2 separate regions of the Zea mays genome follow, and region 1 is linked to region 2. Evidence: chromatin contacts called from public Hi-C data. All regions are on one chromosome and are shown on one strand. Each heading gives the region's core, a stretch centred on a gene start, on an enhancer-like site or on the middle of the called end of the contact. The rest is flanking DNA. Distances are from core to core; before and after follow the strand shown.

Region 1 (3,334 bases), core at 613-3,112, 230 kb before region 2:
GAGAAAGCAGCAGCACATGCTGATACCAACAATTGTTGTAGCACAAAGAGAGTAAATCCACAGCACATGTAGTAAAAATCCCAGGTCACTTTGTAAGGTCATTTAATGTTTAACATAACCAACTAGTCCAACAGTCATGTGTTTGGCTTCCAGATCTAGCCAGATATATACTATAAATATGTGACAGGATATATATCCGAACAAGCAAGATATCTTTAGGCAAGCAAATCAACACATTTTGCTGTCCCATACAAATGGCTAGTATAAATATAATGCATGCAACTGCAATGGTACCAATTGCCTTAAACCCAAAGCAAACCTGACACAATTCTGCGAATGAATAGAAAGTGCATTACTTTTGCAAGTGCAGACCAAAGAGTGAACTCTTTGGGAAACTGACAAAGCATCAATTTCTGTATGAAATAAATTGCAAAGATCTTTTTTATACAAACTAAGATATTATTAACCATCAGTATGATGACAACATAAAAATTCTAGTAAGATGTAGCAAACAAAATAGACTATGCAATGTCCCATATGGACCATATGAACATTTTCCTTTGTGACACAACTATGTACAATGGTACACGCAAGTTAGCACCAGCGCTTGGGAGGCAGTGACTAAAATGCTAGGGGGTGTTTGGTTTTAGGAATCACTCCATACAAAATGAGATGGTGCATCATGGGTTCATTCCTCAAATTTGGTGGATGACCCCATTCCTCATATTATTACTAACTAACTATAACTAACTATGAGGAATGAGGTAGTGATGAATCAACTCATTCCATTCCACAAACCAAACAAAAAAAGTGAGTGAGAAAATGATGGACTAGCTCATTCCCCAAACCAAATACCCTATTAGTGTTTACCTAGGTACAATGTTTTCAAGTCGGACGACTTGCTGGTCATTCTGGCTGACCAACTAGGGCGATTAATCGTGATTAATCACGATTAGTCGGATGACTTGGGCGATTAGTCGTGATTGGTCCAAACCGACTTGGACGATTAATCGCGATTAATCGGACGACTTGAAACAATTGCTTAGGTAACCATTAGCATGCACCACATATGCACAAGAACCATTGCTTAGTTAGTTAGTTAACAATTGAGGATAACAAGTTATTGATCTAGCAGTAAAAAAAAGCAAGGGCAGCACACACGGTAATGGTATGCTCCCGTTTACATAACGGGTTGGGAGGATTGAGATTCAATAGGCTAGAAGCACAAGAGCAAGGGATGGTTGTAAACTATCGATTCTTCGCTGCTTATACGCAATTAAGCAAATATATCATTCAGATTTAGCGGACCTGCGATAAAAGGAAATTGGAAATTAAATCCCCCGGCTGAGGTTTAACAAGGAAACCTCGCATCACTCGCTCACCGCATGACGCAGATCCAAGCAGGTCAATTCAAATACTAATGCCCAGAAAAGGAAGGCATACAGAGTCCGATCAGGACCTAGGAGCAAGCGAAACTACTACGAGCAACAAACCAGATCGGCGGAAACTACTATTAACAACAAACCGGATCGGGGGTGGGGGCTGCGGGGGAGCGGCGGTACTCACGCGGATCCCTGGTTGTAGAGGTCGAGGGAGACGGCGACGCGCTCGACGCCCGGCTTGGGGCGGGAGAGCGAAACCTTCTTGTGCGCGACGACAAAGGGCGCATCGGCAGCGGAGGCGGCGGAGGCGAGGCCGAGGAGAAGGAGGGAGACGAGCGCGAGGCACCGCGCCATGGCTGCTCTCTCGCCTCCGACCTGCTAGCTAGGGTTCGGGCTACCAGTCGAGGCGCGCAGGTGCAGTTGGGAATGGATCTCGACTCACTCCCTCTCCTCTCCGCGCCAGGTAATAGCCGAAGCCCGAAGCCCCATCTGGGGACATGACGCGGCTCGTGAGGCTGCACGTGGGGCCCACCACGCAGCCGTCTCGCCTCGTCTGCCCGCGTGCGAATGCGTGGAGCCGTGCAGGGGCTCCGGCTTTCTTTCGGTCTCAGCCACTGAAGATTCTTTTTTATATTTTTAACCTTTTAAAAATTATTTCTAAAAATAACGTCCCTATTTATTTATTTCGAAAGTTGGTCATATATATATATAGCGCGGTTAAAGTACCTCGTTCCGCCTCGCACCGGCTGGTCAGCCTAAGAGCTTGTTCGTTTGTGTCGGATTGCACCCAGAATCGTTCCACTCAATCAAAGTTTATATAAATTAGAGAAGCAATCCGGTTAGAAATCGTTCCGACCCACCAATCCGACAGAAACGAACAAGCCCTAAACATAGCAAGCGATGTTACGTAATCACGTAGAATACGGCACATACTACACCATCTACATTAGTGTCTTTTTACTGTACCAACCCTGTTAGCACCACAAAAGAGTATATTAATCCGCGTGTGACCCTCCCTTCCTTTGTCATCATCTGCTTAATACGTACATATGTCGTCGTCACTAGCCCGTCGTCGTTCACATCTAATTCCAATGGATGGCTCGCCTTTCTCTCTTCTATCTTCCTCGGATTCTCTTACCTCACTTGTTCTTCCTTCACTATCTTGGATGGTCCATCGACTCCTCCTTCAGAGTTAAACCACCTCCAACGGTGCCCCCCATGTCTCCCCTGTTGGGGACTTGTTCTCAAATGCTATGAGTTAAGAACAAGGCAACATAGAAAATGTTAATCGTTAAAGTCCTCCGTCCTTCGAAGCATTATTTCCCTTAGGATATAATGATCCTTGGACGAAGGTTATGAAAGGCATACCTTCATAACTTTATTATACAATTACGAAGGATGAAATGTAAGAAATGTAAAAGTCAACATAAACAATTATGTATTATTATCAGGCATAGACAAAAATATCGTTGAATTACAAGTGTACCTTTAACTGGAAGGAGATGATAGTACAAGTGTGACGCAAAAAGCGAATGCCAAGTCAGCGTGAACAGTACGGGGGTACTGTTCACCTATTTATAGGCACGGGACACAACCCATACAAAATTACACTCATGCCCTTTACACTTGATAATAATTCTATAGTAATCTGTCGAGGTCTAAATAGCCTTTTCATCTTTAAGTCGGTTTCACTTTTTGCTGCCGCGCCGAAGCTTTCCTGCTCACACCTTCGGCGCTGTATCAACCTTCGTATTACTCTGGTCTACTGTGATGCCGACTTGAATCCGAAGATACCTGTTCACACATTATACTCCAGAAATACTGTTAAATCCTGTTTTTGAGCACCTTCGGATGCCGAAGGTCCCCAACATCCCCTATCCCACCCCTATCCCACGTAAGGTGATATTTAGGATGAAAGACCTCTCCAACACCCCACCCCACACCTCAGCTCA
Region 2 (2,954 bases), core at 444-2,943:
GCTAGGTAATGCAGGGGCAGTAACATTTAGAGCAAGAAAACTAGTAAGAAAAACATGAGGGAGAAAGAAGGAAAGCACCTCGACTTCAAGATAACCCTTCTCATCAGATTCCTTGAAGGCTCTGAGGGCGTCCTTGCCACCAAGAACATCCTCAAGCAGTTCCTCACTGCTGAGGTAGCGGTATATTATGGAATTCGCAAGCAGCTTGGCGATGTTGCGCTTGGCTGTGCAATCCGTACCTGTGCATAAAGGAACAACCCAGTCGGTGTCTGCATTTTTTTAACCTTTGGTCCCCTATCCAAGGCACAAATTTAACACATGAAAAGAAGACATCCTGGAGCTCATCTGCTCATGGAAACTACTGAGAAATCAGCTTAAGAGGCACAATTGTTTGGTTGGTCAACAAAAAGAAGCTTGGATGGTGGATGACATAGGTTGAAAACAAATGCAAGTTCAAAAACAACTGTGGATCCTTCTGCAGAACAAAGTGGTCACAATGGATAGGCACTGTCAAGGATTGTAATGTCGACCAAATTTGCAAGGTCTGTAGGAAACACCATATTCTATTGTAGGCTGGCAGAAAATTGTAGGCTGGGTCTGGGACTACAATTACTTAGCTAGACAACAACAAATCAATATTCTATTGGTGATCAACCATAACTGTGGGAACACCATGACGGCAGAAGGTATTGGATACTCAACTAGAAAATGTTTGGCAACTTGTCTTCTGTCTCGTACTCTCATCCAGAAGAAATTCTTTGCTGTAAATTGTGGTGGTCAAAGAAACTGATGAGTTTTAGAATTCCACAGTGTCCTCACACCAATATCAGTTGTTTTCTCTTGTGCTGTTTGGATGCATACTGACCTGACATTTGTATCTTGGCAACTTAAAATATTCTGTCCGATGTCCATTACAACAATTATAATGACAGCAAAGATCACATCACATATTGATATCTATTCCCGAAAGATTGTCATAACCAAGACCTGGGCTATGCCTAAGGTTGGCTAAAAAATGTTGGTTGGATCAAGAACAAGCCCATTTTTTACGAGCAGTTTTCTTACTTTTGGGCTGCTAAGATTAATGTCGGTTAGTTTGTTGTGTTACGAAATTTAAAATGTGTCTAGATTTGATTGTTGTGGCTAACGATTGGTTTGCTGAGGCCTTTTAATCCCCCTATCCCCTGGAAAAAAAATTCCAAAGGAAGCTGACAAGCATACCAACAATATAGATTGGCGTTTTCCTGAAATCGCCAACGGCCTCCGCAGTTCTCCTCTGCATTAGATTGCAACCAAGAAAACCATGCAAAATCCGTCCATAAGTAGGGCAACGATTATTTAAAAACAATAACAGGAAGATAAAATATGACAGGAACAGGGGGAGGGAGAAGGGTGGAGCCTACAAGTAGATCGACGGATGGGTTGAGTTCCTCTAGAGGTATTTCCAAGCCTGCAAAGGGAATGGTGAGAGAGGCGGTATTTGTACATTGAGAAATGGGAACACCAAAAGGAAGGAACGGAGAGATTGCAGCACTGTACTTGGGAAGGCGCGGAGACGGTGACGCTGGATGCAGCGCGCGGTGCAGAGTGACGCCGGCGGTGTAACGGACGAGAAGCGCCTCGGAGGGACGGTGGATGGAGAGAAGAAGCCTGTCGCCGCCGCTGTAGCTGCTCGCATCGCCATGGTGCCTGTGCCGTTGGTCGCTCCGCCTCCTCCCCGTTATCCGCAACTGCAAAGGCGCAGAGCCGAAGGAGCTCACCTCCGCCTTTGATGTGAGAGTGGACGGTGCTTGATCGATACGCCTCGTGGGCCCCACTTTCCAGTCTCGGATGGCCCAACACGAAAGGCCCAGTGGCCTGGCCTTAGCTGTAGCTAGGGCCGGAAAAAAAGCTCGAGCTCGACGAGCTAGCTCGGGCTCGCAGCAGCTCGGCTCGGCTCGGACCGGCTCGACGCTCCGAACGAGCCCGAGCCGAGCCTGTTTTTCTGGCTCGTGAAAAGAGCGAGCCAGCTCGGCTCGGCTCGGTGCAGCTCGCGAGCTGGCTCGTGGCTCGACCCAACAACAATTTGTTACATAAAATCTTAATTAGCATATAATATTAATATCGAGTAGACAATTAATTTATGTTATTTGAGATTACTATACAAAAATAATCTATTTTATACATTATATTAGTAATATATCTATTTTACTAATTTAAAATATATTATTTAAAATATTTTTAAGATTTTATATTATAATTTAGAGAGCAGATTTAATTTTATGCCTAGGCTCGTTGACTCGGCGAGCCGGCTCGCGAGCCAGGAGCGAGCCGAGCCGAGCCGCTTTTTCCAGCTCGTGAGATGGGCGAGCCGAGCCGAGCTCGACTCGTTACATGAGCGAGCCGCAGCGAGCCGAGCCGAGCCGAGCCGAGCTCGGCTCGTTTCCACCCCTAGCTGTAGCCCTCAGGCCGCGGTATGCGCTCTGGCTCTGGATGCCGCACAGAGGACCTCAGGCGAACACAGTCACTACACGTATGATTGGATGCATGCGCGAGCGCATGCAGGCCCAATCATGTCCCGCGGGATACGACCGATTCTTGTGCATATGTGGATACAATAAAATAAGCTTAGACTGCACCAGTGCATGCGCGCCCAGCTTCCTAGCTACAGCGAACCAAACACGGGCTCAACTGTAGTCAATGCATGTGAGGAGTCTAGCTCTCCTGATACAGCCAACCAAACACATGGTACGTAACAGTGCGGGTCCTGACAATTTTAGGATGCATTTGGTTGGAGTCAATTAAAATAGAACGACTGCATTCTAGTTTTTAGAATGGATCCGTTCTATTCTCCGTTTGACAAGCAGAACATAGTTACTCTATTTTTGTTTGGTTGAAGAGTACAATAAAGCAGAGCTGCTCGGTTCTTTGTTTGGTTGGAGAGTTGTCGGCGTCTCGAGACCGGGGGGTCCCTA

Evidence for each region. Hi-C and Micro-C count contacts between places; a contact is called where the count stands out from the background.
Region 1: a Hi-C map of tassel shows a contact between it and region 2, with 2.7 times the contacts expected there. The contact joins the promoter of LOC100283273 here to the promoter of LOC100283991 in region 2. A contact is called at or near these places in 3 of 25 Hi-C or Micro-C datasets (ear, leaf and tassel).

The regions. Positions count from the first base shown.
Region 1 is chr1:155,031,213-155,034,546 of Zm-B73-REFERENCE-NAM-5.0, reverse strand. It overlaps LOC100283273, which reads right to left and starts at 1,862. Exons shown (of 6, transcript NM_001156175.2): 1 at 1,567-1,862. The coding sequence starts at 1,736.
Region 2 is chr1:154,799,515-154,802,468 of Zm-B73-REFERENCE-NAM-5.0, reverse strand. LOC100283991 (shikimate kinase family protein) reads right to left here and starts at 1,693. Exons shown (of 9, transcript NM_001156889.1): 1 at 1,540-1,693; 2 at 1,404-1,450; 3 at 1,222-1,276; 4 at 79-239. The coding sequence starts at 1,684.